2 separate regions of the Bicyclus anynana genome follow, and region 2 is linked to region 1. The links are chromatin contacts, called in public Hi-C maps. All regions are on one chromosome and are shown on one strand. Each heading gives the region's core, a stretch centred on a gene start, on an enhancer-like site or on the middle of the called end of the contact. The rest is flanking DNA. Distances are from core to core; before and after follow the strand shown.

What was found. Hi-C and Micro-C count contacts between places; a contact is called where the count stands out from the background.
Region 2: a contact with region 1 is called in a Hi-C map of whole body, with 2.8 times the contacts expected there. The contact joins two enhancer-like sites. A contact is called at or near these places in 2 of 2 Hi-C or Micro-C datasets (whole body and whole larva).

What each region holds. Positions count from the first base shown.
Region 1 is chr23:8,880,174-8,886,807 of ilBicAnyn1.1, forward strand. LOC112051086 (N-alpha-acetyltransferase 15, NatA auxiliary subunit) reads left to right here. Exons shown (of 16, transcript XM_052888840.1): 10 at 63-276. It overlaps LOC112051087, which reads right to left. Exons shown (of 2, transcript XM_024089566.2): 2 at 2,516-6,307. The coding sequence starts at 6,307. The coding sequence ends at 2,996. Among protein-coding and RNA genes, the nearest start is that of LOC112051086, 13 kb to the left of the region's middle. Within about 2 kb of position 3,133, at least 7 of the 8 cell types and tissues checked have open chromatin away from gene starts, as enhancers often do.
Region 2 is chr23:9,020,422-9,027,628 of ilBicAnyn1.1, forward strand. It overlaps LOC112051086 (N-alpha-acetyltransferase 15, NatA auxiliary subunit), which reads left to right. Exons shown (of 16, transcript XM_052888840.1): 12 at 1,152-1,250; 13 at 2,323-2,431; 14 at 3,153-3,316; 15 at 3,947-4,123; 16 at 4,866-7,207. The coding sequence ends at 5,057. Among protein-coding and RNA genes, the nearest start is that of LOC112053698, 10 kb to the right of the region's middle. Within about 2 kb of position 4,055, at least 4 of the 8 cell types and tissues checked have open chromatin away from gene starts, as enhancers often do.

The DNA of each region.
Region 1 (6,634 bases), core at 1,883-4,382:
CGCCTAAATTTTTTTGTCACGTTCATCGGGCATCATACCTAAAATGCCTTTGTTTGTTGCAGCACTTCTCAGAAATAATGGAGGACCAGTTCGACTTCCACTCTTACTGCATGCGGAAAATGACGCTGCGGTCGTACGTGGGTCTGCTGCGATTGGAGGACGTACTGCGATCGCATCCGTTCTACTTCCGCTGCGCCCGCGTCGCCATCCAGGTGTACCTGCGCCTCTACGCGCACCCGCTGCAGGACGTGCCGCAGACGACCGAGCCCGATACAGGTGCGTGCACACATTGCCGTCATCATCATCTATCATTAACATCCTCAGACGAATCAGATAAGGACCTGACTCGCTAGACGTTAACCCAAAGTATATGATCAACGATCTAACGCATTTATAAAAACTGTCTCTATAGAGTAGATGTTTCATGTAAAGAGCTCCCTAAAATTGCCGGTTGGTGTACTCGAATGGTGTAATAAACGATTAACATTTTCTAGTTTACTAAAAGAAAAAGTTACATTTCATTTGTATTTCTAACTTATTTGTAACAAATTTGTTATAAAAACAAACAAATTTAATATTTATTTATAATAATTTATTTATTTATTTATTTAATTCAATGCTGTATGTTACAGACTAAACGATTTCTTTGTCAAAGTTAGTAGTGTGTAAAAATACACGTGTGTATATTGCGATACAAAGTTATAGTTGTGTGTAGTGTAAGGAAACAATCTAATTACATAAGGACTTGTTTCGCACCCAAGTTCACGTTATGTGTATTACACATAACGTGAACTTGGGTGCGAAACAAGTCCTTATGTAATTAGTCTGAGCTAACATCAATATGATCATCATCTTCTACCTACTATGTGGTTCTATAACGTCAAGTCAACGTCAAAATTCATTTATTTCAGTTAGGCTTAGTTTACAAATACTTTTGAAATGTCAGGTAATGGTATTAGATAATTAATTAGTCGAAACTTAAAATTTAAAGTTACAAGGGTTCTAAAAGGCCATTGTCCAAGAAGAGCCTCCAGCAAACTTAGCCAGGGTTCATAGTACCACTTTAAGCGTATGACGTCACAGCGCTCGTACGCGGGTCTGCTGCGACATGAGGACGTGCCGTAGACAACCAAGTCCGATACAGGTGCCTGCCCACATTGTCATCATCATCAACATCATCATTAACATCAACTGTTTAAGAATGCTATTGGTGTGTTCTGTGATTTGTTCGAGGCATTGGATTGTGTTTACCATTACACTCTTTTACTGAAGTTACGAGTAAGTTACTAAGGCATCAAAAGTGTTGCACTTAATATTATCGCTGGTTATCTCAGGAACACTAAAGGTATGCATAAATTATATAACATCGCACGGTTCTACTACCATAATGGGCGTTCTACAGGGATCAAATCTGGGCCCTTTTCTATTCTTAGTGCACATAATCGAAAATTGCATACTAAATCCGTTGCTAATTAAAAAGATAACTTATCAGTAAAATAACTCAGAGACTGATAAAACTAGAAAGTTGTGGTATGGCTATTTATATTAATTACGTTTATGAAGTGCATCTGTATATAAGTATTTTTGTGCATTAAAGAAGGGATTAAAGTGCTAAATTAAACTACACTGCGCGTGACTCGACACGCCCTTGGCTTGTTTTTATTATTTCTTTACAATTTCACATAATATCTGCTACCAAAGGTTTAATTTCATTAAAAATAATATATATATATATATATATATATTGGGACAACCAGGCGAAGTTTTTGTCACCACTGCTTTTATATTTCGCGACATATTTCTTGACAAATTTTCGTATCGTAATTTTATGCAATTTTGTATAGGTAAGTGATAAAAGAAAAATAAAGGCAACTCGATGTAATACCTACTGTTTCTAATACAGATTCGAATTTTCAAGTGTCTACCTATAATAACAACATTTAGTTTAGTGACCTGGTTTTTTACGAACTATATTTCGCGGTGCCTCTGTGCACATTTCTGTTGATTTTCATTAGTGAACTAATTTGCATAAATTATTTATGATTATATAATGTCATTTGTCTTACGAGATTCATTCATTGTAATATTACATAAGGTCAGGTAAATAGAATACTAATTACTATTTAGTTTATCAAACAGTTTTTATGTAATAACTAGTGGACGCCCACGATATCTGATTTTCTCAAATCCCGCGGAAATCATGTATTTTTGTGGGATAAAAAGTAGCTTATATGTTGCTCGATAACCTCCTCTATGTTCCATTAAAAGTTCCATTCAAATCGGTTCAGCTATTTCAGAGATTAGTCCGGAAAAACAGAAAGACAGACAGATAAAAATTAAAAAAAAAGCTTATTAATGTTTTAGTATTGTGTAAATGGCCATAAGCACTTGAAAAGCACAGTTATTTTGAAATCACAGATAGACATTTAAATTGTATTATACTGCGCATTGTTCATTGAGTTATAAATAAACTTTATGCAATTTAGTTAGAGGATTTCAAGAAAACAACGTCTGGTATATTAAACATTTTTTATTTTATTTCTTATTTTAAAATCTTTTGTTTATAAAGACATACAAAAAATCACAATTGCTCGTCAACGTTTTCAGTTACAAAACAATTTAAAAGTATCAAACAGTTATACACAATATGGTTCCATTTGCGACAATTTTCACATACATACACACACAGTATCACATCTAGTGAGTTCAATACTGACATACATGAATAAATTACTTATCACTACGCTTGCACCAGTCTCTTAACGTTAATAATTTAATAAATAGTTCGTCTAAAAAACTTGTTAGCGTTCGTTTGTCACAACAACAATGGTCGCACTTCACTGCATTTTAATAATGCGTTTTTAAATATGGCAATGCGGGCGGCCCGCTAGTCTTTTCGTTCTAATACTACTTAGGACACTTAAAACATCACATTTTGCTTTGTATTTACACGTATCGTCGCCTACGGCGCATAGTTCAGACTAGAGCTTTGGTTTCACCGTCCGTAACCCGGCGATCGGTACCTCTCCCGGGCGGCCTGCGCTGCTTGCGGAGTCAGGAAGTACACGTGTGCACCTTCCCCGGGCAGTCTGTACGAGACGAACGATCCCGGCCTGCCCTCCCCGGCGGTGTTCACCGGCCCTATCCACTCTGCATCAGGATTGACAGGCGGCAGAGGCCTCCTGTAGTTCACAGCCGTGTCCCCTGCCAGTGAAGGCCTGTTCAGGTCATACTGCTCACCAGTATACTGAGGCCTTTGTACTTGCGATTGTATTCTATATTGTTGCGCTGTCCTGTAACCGGGGTTCGGTATCGGTATGAACTCGCTGTCAGGATTGATTTCGGGTCGTGGGTACCTGTCGTTGACTACGGTGTCGTGTAGCAGCGAAGGTGGTTTCGGTGGTTGAACCAGTTCCGCGTTGGGCGAACCTTGGTGTATAGATTCACTGTAAGGGTTGATAGTTGGACGAGGTAGGCGATCATTGACGATCGTGTCTTTGTGCAGCGACGGTGGATTTGGGTTTTGCGAATCGACGATCTCGTAATCGTACTGCAGGTTAATGTTATTGTTGATCGGTGTCTTCACAGATTCGAGTGGAGGCGTGACGGCCAGGCCGTTGACATCGTGAGTTTCATCCAACTTTTGCCCGAATACGTCGAAAGAGTTCTTGGTGATATCGTCGATGTATTTCTCATCCTGTTTTGTGTAGTAGCCGTGACTGATTGGGTTAGGCGTAGTACTCGGGTGTTTGTTTACATGAAGCACAGGTTTGCCGGTTTGGACTGGAATGTAATTCACATTCGTTTTAGGTGTTGAGGCCTTGTTATAAACCGAGTCTTCATAGTCTTCGTCCCTCGTTTTCGTTTTCGGATAATATCTGGACGACGTCGGGTTTTCTGTCGTTACATGTGCATTTTCCACTAAGTATTGCTGATGGTATCCCGATGCGACTGTTGGTGTTATTGCGTTGAACTCGTTTTCTAAATTGAATGGTTTACTGTAACTCACCATTGGCCGGAATGGTTCGGGGTCTAATTTAGGCGCTCTGAATGTCAGTTTTTCTGGTCGGTGTTTTGTGTCGTAACTGAATTCATACACCGGCCGGGAAGTCACGGCCTTCGGTTTAGTCGAATGAGGTCGGTGCGAATGTGCCTTTGGCCTTTTTGTGGTGTACAGTTCAATAGTCTGTTGAATGTCAGCTATTTGTTGATAGAATGAGTCGGGGCGTTGTTTTATTTGCTGCACGTACACATTTTGTTGTTTGGGTTTTTGCACGCTGAAGTATTCTTGTGTAAGCGTTCGCGGACCTTGTTTTTGTGGCCACAGGAACAGAGCGTCAGCTTGGTCGATTGATCCATAAGCGACGTCCACGGAAGGCGTAAATCCAGATTGCGAGTTCACATTTTGATTTTGAGCATAAGGTCGCTGACTCGGCACAGTTTTATAATAATTTCTTCCATCGAAGAATGGATCCGGAGCTGGCGAACTTTTTGGTTGTTCGTCGAAGAAGTAGAAAGAAGCGATCGCGTCTTCATTTGGTTTACGATTGTAAACTGGTTGTAATTTCGTTGTTGGAACTTCATCGTTTTGTGTATTGGTGTAGTAAGCCCTCAGTGGTACAGATGTTGATGTTACGTCGTTGGTAAATTCATTGCTCGTCTTTTGTGGTACTTTGTAGACAATGTACGGTTTATCCGTGGTTGTTGGATTTTTATTATCGTAAACTGTTTCAGGATAATCGTAAAACACTGACACCGATATAGGTTTCGATGTAAGCTTCGTTCTCGTTTTGTAAACCGGTTTTTCGGTTTTTGGCTTTGTCGTAATGTCGTCTGGTAGATTGTGGACCCTGACAGGAGTTCTCGGTGGTATTACTTGTACGCGCTGTGGCTTTCTGTGTTTCGGTGCAGTCACTACTTCTACTTGTGGGGTCGTAGTAGTTGTAGGAGGTTCCGTTGTCCACGCTTCTGTAGTAGTAGGCCTTGTTTTGTATTTTCCTCTGTATCCGATAGTTGAGGGCTGTTTAGTCGTAGTCTTTGACCTCAAATGCGTTATAGGTGGCCTTGTACTTTTGACAGCGTCTATTGTAGTTTTTTCTTCGAGAGGTGCAAAGAAATCTGGCGGTGGCGGTAATATAATTCCTGGTACGAGAGGTCCGGCCGGCACGTTACTGTGATAGTTAGTGTGATAGGAAAAATTGTATGGCGGCGGATAATAGATCGAAGGGTCGTCTTCGTCGTAGAGGTCGGTCTGGTTGCTGGGTGGTGGTAGAAATGCTGCGCCCGGTGGAAAGCCTTCTGGAAAAGAGCCGTTTATGGATCCAGGGTAGGGGAATGCTCCTTCGCTCGCATTCCCGGGTAGGAATGGGAACGGAGGATCTGGCATCGTCGCTCCCCAGGAAGAAGTGTTTCTCTGATTATCACCCGCGGGGTAGGGCGCTCCCTGTGCGAAAAGGAATGGCGGAGGAGGTAGAGGGCCTTCGCTTTCTCCTGCAGGGAAGGGTGGGAAAAGGGGCGCAGGGATACTGCCGTTAGGCGTAAGGAAGACGAGCGGGCCGTCGTCGGAGAGTCGAACTGGAAAGGGCGGTGGTATTTTAGGTTTCTGCGGTAACTTTACTTGCCTTCTGGGCGCCTCGTAGCTATCGATCGGTGGCCATGGCCTGTTCTCTGCTTCCTTCGTACGTTCTGGGAATGAGCCTCCTTTGAGAACCAACAAATGATCCTCCGCGAGCCATATTTCATCTTTCTTAAGTCCGCCTAGACTCTGTAGATTATCTTTCGATCTAGTCTCTGAATTCAGCTCGTAGCTCAAAATCCCAGGTCGTTTGGGTGTTTTTGCAAATATTTCGTTTTGTAGGAGTCCGTATTTGCCTTCGGCCACTTGATCGGATAGCGTCTTTTTGTCTTCGTCGACCTCCTTTATTTTTCCGGCGTCCTTCCCCTCGCCAGCGCTCGACATGAGCATGCCGTCGTCCCAGATTCCTTGATTCCATCCCACGGTGCCGCCCGACAATTCGGGCAATATCACTCCCGCGAACTTTCCACTTTCGGTTTTCGTGTTGAGACTGATTGAGTTTTTGAAATTGCCGTGATCCTTTTCCGGTTTGATTTTCATGTGTCCGCCGATGAGGCGTCTAATCATTCGCGTCGACTCGGCGGTTTCGGAGTCTGATTTGGAGGCGAGGGATCGCTGGTCGCGCACGAACGACTCGGGCGGCAGCACGTAGGTGGGCACAAGGACGCTGGCGCGAACGACGCACGCCCATGCCAGCGCTAGCGTGAGCACTGACGTCGCCCCTCTCACCATCTGAAAGTTTAGAAAACATCACTTCTTTAGTTATGCTGCACGGTTGACACAATACAACGTTATCACAAGCACAGTTAATGAACTCATCTCAGATAGCGATTATTTCTTTGTTAGTCGGTCACGCCGCGTTGTCGGTCATGAGCGCGCGAACTAAAGTGAAAGGACGCGATATAATACGCCTGTCCGAGCGGTTTAGTACTGGCGGGCCGCGCGCCACCACCCGCCTTTTATCAATTCGAACAGAGTGACCACCTCCGATCTAGCTGGCATTGAGAATCAAGCGTTTAATTTGGAAATTAGCAAGTAACGATCAAAAGGCAAGAAGGC
Region 2 (7,207 bases), core at 2,805-5,304, 140 kb after region 1:
AGGCACATGTTTTTTTAACCGGTGTGGCTACGGATCTTGACATCCTAGGTTCCAGGTCCAGGTAGGGTTAGGAGTTGGGAAGTACGAGTAGGTAAGAGAGCATGTGAATGACAATCACTATTATCATGAAAATATGATCATTGATCTAATCTGATCTGATCTGTTGAAACATTGATAAAAATCCGCTTTGCTTCTTTAAGTGGTGGATTTATTTATTTCATTTAGTAAAAATGAGATGATGACGATTTTGTTGACGAACAAACTACACAATAGTATTAATGTAATTACATACAGACGTATTGCATTATAATATCATAACCGTAAGGGTAGGTAAAAACCACGTCCTTGCTATGATATTTGCATTTATTTACATATCTCCCTTGCTTCTTCGATTCTCAGAAATCTTTTCATAAAAGGGGCTTAGTTACCGCCGTATCAGCCGTATTAAGAATACAGGGACCCCTTGCGTGTGAAAGCAAAAATTAGTTTAATGTAGGTAATCTACTTAAATTTTTCATACACCAAATCATTATGGTAGAAAGTATCAGGGTCTAATTTTATTTAAGCTATCTTTGTAAACCTGCTTTCTGATGAATTGCCCCTGGTTAAGCGTGCACACAAAAGTTGGAAACATCATATATAGGTTAAGTCATATTTCTTTTAAGCAAGCATTTTTGTTCTTTTTTTGTGAGAAATCTTTACCCTTCATTTGGGCCCCCCAAGTAATTTTGATACAGGGCCCTCCAAGGCACGCTACGCTACTGTTTCATGATGATTTGACGACCTCCGTGGCGCAGCGGTATGCGCGGTGGATTTGCAAGACGGAGGTCCTGGGTTCGATCCCCAGTTGGGTCGGTTGAGGTTTTCTTAATTCTGGTCTTGCTGGTGGTCTGGTCTGGCTGGTGGGAGGCTTTGGCCGTGGCTAGTTACCACCCTACCGACAAAGACGTACCGCCAAGCGATTTAGCGTTCCGATACGATATCGTGAAGAAACCGAAAGGGGTGTGGATTTTCATCCTCCTCCTAACAAGTTAGCCCGCTTCTATCTTAGATTGTATCATCACTTACCATCAGGTGAGATTGTAGTCAAGAGCTAACTTGTAAAGAATAAATAAAAAAATAAAATAAATTATGTATTTTGTATATTTCAGGTAAAACGTGAACAGCATCACAAAGCGAGGCAGCAACAGGAGCAAGGCGACCCGGAAGCGCCGCAGCTCGATGAGCTGATCCCGGACAAACTTGCGAGAGTAAGTTCATAATTATCAACCCATATTCGGCTCACTGCTGAGCTCGAGTCTCCTCTCAGAATGAGAGGGGTTAGGCCAATAGTCCACCACGCTGGCCCAATGCGGATTGGCAGACTTCACACACGCAGAGAATTAAGAAAATTCTCTGGTATGTTGGTTGGTATGGTCTCACGATGTTTTTGTGATGATTAAAATGCACACAACTGAAAAGTTGGAGGTGCATGCCCCGGACCGGATTCGAACCCACACCCTCCGGAATCGGTGGCAGAGGTCATATCCACTGGGCTATCACGGCTCACGGCGGAGATTAGATAGTAGAGAGGATGAATGAAGGGAGACTAACAAAAAGATAAGGCGAGGGTGAATGAAAATGTTGGAAAGGAAAAGCTAAAGCAACCGTTCCTGGATCGAATCCAAATCAAATGATAAGTATATAAAAGAAAGTCGTGTCAGTTACACTATTTATAAGTCAGGGTAATGTAACAGGGTAAAGGGTAGGGGTAGAATTTTATCTTTTTAGACAATTTAATTTTTTGGGCATTTGCATGAGTTTCGTAGGTTGATTCTAGAAGTTAAGCTAGGTCAGCAGCGGAGAAAGTGGATAGATGATGTAAAAGAGTGGAGCAAGTAAACCTATACAAAGGTTAAAAAATTTACAAATGACTAGATAAGTTGTCAACTCATGACCGCCGCCAAACTTCAGCTTGAAGAAGCACCCAGTGATGATAACGACTTTTCGTGATAGTCTTGGAAACTAGCGCAATGTTTATTTCTACCGCCCAGAAACATTGCTATGTTACAGTCTTAAGGACATGGTTGCCGGTGTAACTACAGGCACATGAGACTCAAAGGCCTCAGTTTGGGCGACACTTTGTAGGATGTCGTCCTTGCATTCCTTGAGAAGTTTATATTGCTTTGTTTTTAGGCCTTACCACTTATAGGCAATTTATTTATATATATTGCTTGGATTGTTATAAGAATATGGGAATAACTTTTCACCAGATAAAGAGGTTACCAGGTATAAAGATCTTTGAGATATTGAGAAAACTCATTGTAAACTTGCAATTTTCAGGCGGAAGACCCGTTAGAGCAAGCATTAAAGTTCCTTCAACCGCTACGAACGCTCGGCGCGGACAGAATAGACACGCATCTAATGGCCTTCGAAATATACTTTAGGAAAGGTAAACTGACAACTATAACATTTGTATATTTTTCTTTTCTTTTCTTAGTCTAAGGTGCGCGGCAAAAGAAAACGAAATAATTTTGTCTTGCATATTGCTCTCTTTCGATCCATTGCAATGAAAGCGAATAAAACAATAGTACAGAAATGAAACTATTTGATAATTCAAGCCTTACCATAACGACGCCTGTTTCTTAGCAGAACGTACAAACATGTGGTGAGCTGATACGGAAAGAAAGTTTTGTTGTGAAGAGATTGAAGTTATGTCAGCCTCCGAGCCTTCTAGACATTGCGCTTTCTATAGTAGGTAGGCGTTAAGATCGAGGCAGTGCCCTTCTTCAAGCAGTCTTCCCCTATGGGCCCCGGACCCCGACCCTTACGTTAACTACAAAGAGTTAATAAAAAAATATGCGCGGATTTTGTAATTGTTTAAAATGTACTCGGTTTTTCTCTGATGTCTTTTGCCCCCCTAGACCTAAGCAATTGCTTAAATAGCTTTCAGGCTAATTCAGGACTGAATCGAGGTTGGCACTATTATCATATAGCTGTAGCTTTAATTTTTTTTCAACATGTCATTCGTATAATTCGAACCCAGGTGGATACGATACGTTCAAGTAATTCAGGAATTATAGATAGTTTATATAAACACATTAGGTTAAGCCTGTAATGTTTATATATATATATATATATGTGTATAAAATAAATAAATAAATAATTTCCAGAAAAGCCCCTGCTAATGCTGCAGAGCATAAAACGCGCGTGGCGGCTCGACAGTTCGCACTCGCACCTGCACGACTGTCTGCTGCGCTTCCGCAGTTGGCTGGACGACACGCACGCGAGCTTGCCGCCCAGCGTCGCCGCCGTCATCGATACGGAGATGAGGCCGGTACGTGTATGCGACACTTGCGATATCAGAAGAAAGAAAGAAAGAAAATATCTTTATTGCTACAATTATACCACACATCACAATTATCTTAGAATAATAAATACCCTGCGATATGTGGCATAACCTAGAAAAAGGTCCCAGCTCAGCATATTGCTGTATGCTCCCCGTATGCAAAAAAAAGCAAACAGCGCTGATTTTCAGCTAGGACCCCGTTCCAAGTGCCACCACGAAAATAGGAAACATAAACCCGTATTTAAAGCTGTAATTACATTAAAACCTATAACTAGTTAAAATAATAATAAAAAAGAAAGGGAAAAAGTATATAAAATTAGATACAAAAAATCAAAATTATTTCCCAAATTTAAAATTTACTACTTAATAAATTAAAAAGAATATTTATATAAATAAAATATGTATTTACACATTGTTACGTTACACAAAGTATAATAAATAAATATTTGCTATAAGAAAGAAAACTCCTTAATAACAACAGCTAATTGACGTCCACTGCTGGATATACTCGTAGGCCTCTTGCATGGACTTCTAAACTATCTCGAGCCGCCAGCACCAAGCGGCTACCTGCAACCCGCTAAATGTAACCTGTAATGGTGAAACCTCTCGGTTCCGCAGATGTTCCAAGGTCGTTCAGCGCAGACGATGGCGCAGGAGTACATGCAGCAGTCGGCGGAGCGCTCGCAGCTGGCGGCGCTGTGGGGCGCGCGCGCCATGCGCCGCCTGCAGCCCGCGCGGGCGCCGGAGGCTCTCAAACTGGCCACACGCCTCGACCTGCCGGACCTGTCTATACAGGTAATAATCTCCTCGAATTTCAACAAAAGACGACATAATTATCATTTTAGCTGAGACATAGCCTTTTAATGGGACTTTTATATACAATGATCCTGAGCTTCGTGTGACCTTAAAACTAGCCACGCACGTCAATCTGTCGGACTTTCCTATACAGGTAATTATCTCTTCTTCGAGTTGCGACAACAGACGAGACGACTTATCGTCAGCCACCACTAGACGTCCACAGCTGGACGTCTAGTGGTTAACTAACCTATTAACCTACTTATCGTTGGTCTAGATGTGATACCTCGTAACTAACAATTTTTGGTAAAAATTGATTTTGATGCAGAAAGCTTCAAACAGCTTTTCCGGTGGTAGCCCGTAAATATCTTGTAGTACGTCCATTAGAAACGTTTTTGGTCGCATAAAACGACTTTTAGTGATACCTAAAAGATGTTTCTTGTCTCTCCTGTAAAGTTCGTCAGTCTTCTAGACCGACGATATCGTATTATGGTGATTATAAATTAAGCTCAAATTAAGCATCCATGCTCCACATACAATGTGGCATGGATGTACAAATAAATTTTACATGCTTTATTTAAGATAATGTGACAATTATTTTGTTCACTCATATCACGATTAGTCAGGCATATAACTGAACTTGCGATCGCATTGATAATAATCATTTTAGTCATTATAGATACAATAATTTGCCTTTATCAAAATATTATAAAGCTACAAATTAATAATATTTTATTTGCAGGGTTGCGTTGAAGTTTTAGAGAGTCTCAGAGACGGCGACTTCGGCCCATGCGAAAAAGACATAGAAGAATACATCGAAGCGTGTCGCGTCAAATTCCCATATGCGAACGCTTTCAAACCCCCAGCAGAACAGGTGCCTGACCACATTATAGAGGATCCCCTACAGCCTAAGGAGATAACGGTCAACAACTGAAGCCTTTTCCCTCCCCTCTCCCCCCATTTTCATTAATATACTATCGTCGATAGAAATTTTGTAGTATGTTTTTTGAAAAGGATACACTCGTTTTGGAGTTTCGATGTGACGAGATGCCGGTTCATACTCAATTAAAATATTAAAGTTTTGAAATAATTTACTGTTTAACGTATGTAGATTGCACTACGGTTGGACTGCGGGCGGTTTAAAGTATCGAATTTTGTAAATTTTCAATTATTATGAGTAGTTTTCATATAATATATATAACTAAATATATACCGTTGTTGTATTAAATAATACAACATACATAGTAAAATATTCGTAACATGTTGGTTCACTCGAAATATGATTTAGACGGTTTTGCGTGCAAAAGTCCGTTGCGTATTCGTTACGCAAATGAGCGTACGCACAGTTGCGTACGTAAGTTGCGTGTTACTTACGCAAATGTATACGCAATTGAGCGCTAGAGCTCGTACGTTGTGTGTTGGTTATGCTTTACATATACGCAATTGCGTACGTACGTTTCGTGATGGTTACGAAAACGTGTACGCACTTGCGTACATACGTTGCGTGTTTGTTGTCAAATCTAATAGCTTATTTACTTTTTTTTTTAATCACAAATATTTGCTAATAAAATTCATCCGCGGCTGACCGTTGTGCATCAGAACACAAATTTGGATGGATTTGGCTATTTCTGTCATAACAGTGAATGTCACAAAGACTAAATTGGCCAGTTTAGTAGTAGCGAGAATTTTACAAAAGTCTTTCATTTTTGTGATGATAAAGAAGTGTTATAGTCTGGCAAGTTCGTTGATGACACTCCCATGATATGCGGGCGACGGGGAGAAAGACTGCGCGGGGGTGAAATCGTGCGTGCGGGGATGTGAGGTGCATTAGTCGTGGGTTTTTCATTGATCGCTACACGCCCCCCGGCCTGCGCGGACCACCGCGAGTTTTACGAACGAAGTTGCCAAACTATAGCCCCACATGGACCTGGGACCTGATTAGTCCGATACTCTTCAACAAATTTCTTTGAATTTCTGGACTGTTAGCTAGTTTAAAATTTGATTCAAATAATAAGTAGTCAAAACATTTTGCTCCAAGATATTCAGATGCACTTTTTTTTAAGTTTTAAGAAAACGAAACTGAATGAGATATAAATATAACGTAAGACGATCAAGTTTTGTGATCACTGTGTTTTTTTTGTTGGCTATGGTAAATTATCACTATACCCCAGAAGAATACAGATTACAAGTGTAATCCTATAACCGATGAAATTAGTCCCAGGAAATTATAGTCTGGCAAGTTCGTTGATGACACTCCCATGATATGCGGGCGACGGGGGGAAAGACTGCGTGGGTTTGAAATCACGCGTGCGGGGAAATGAGGTGGATTATTCGTGGGTTTTCCATTCATCGCTACACGACCCCGGCCCACGCAAGCCATCCGGAGTGTTACGAACGAAGTTGCCAAGCTATATTTTAATTTTCGATTACTTTTGAGCTTGCGGTCTCAGGCCCTTGCCATTTTGCCAATCGTAGTTACGCCACTTCTACTAAATAACGTGACTGATGAAATTTTAATCAAATTTATGGCTTGTAAAAAAAGACAGCTTAAAAAATCATCTTATTTATTAAAAAGAAAAACAAAGAAATATAAATGAGTCCATTCTCGCTTAAATGCTAAACACAACAAGTGCTACAGTTTATTATTAAAAATATTCTAGCACCGTTTGCTATAATAACTCATTTGAATACAAAAATATCACTTGCCACAATAATAACATAGGTTTTGGTGTTAAATGTATACTGAGTTTATTAATATAGATTATTATGCATTGCTATTTCATTGTACTAAAGAAAATATGTTCCTTGTTATCATCATAAGATTTTTTTTTTTAACAATAAATTTTGGTTTCTATGCATGTATATTTTACCTGATTTAATGAACTGCTATAATTTTTTTTACTTCTACCCTTAAATTGCATAATTTTGTTTTTAATCACTCTTATAGTCTTCCTGACGTGTATCAAAAAGAAATCCTTTCATTGTATATTATGACATTTTTAAGCGATCAATTAAAAGTTTCAATACAAGGCCTCAAGTGTTCATACAGCAAATAATATGTTATTAATAAAATAAGGATTTGTA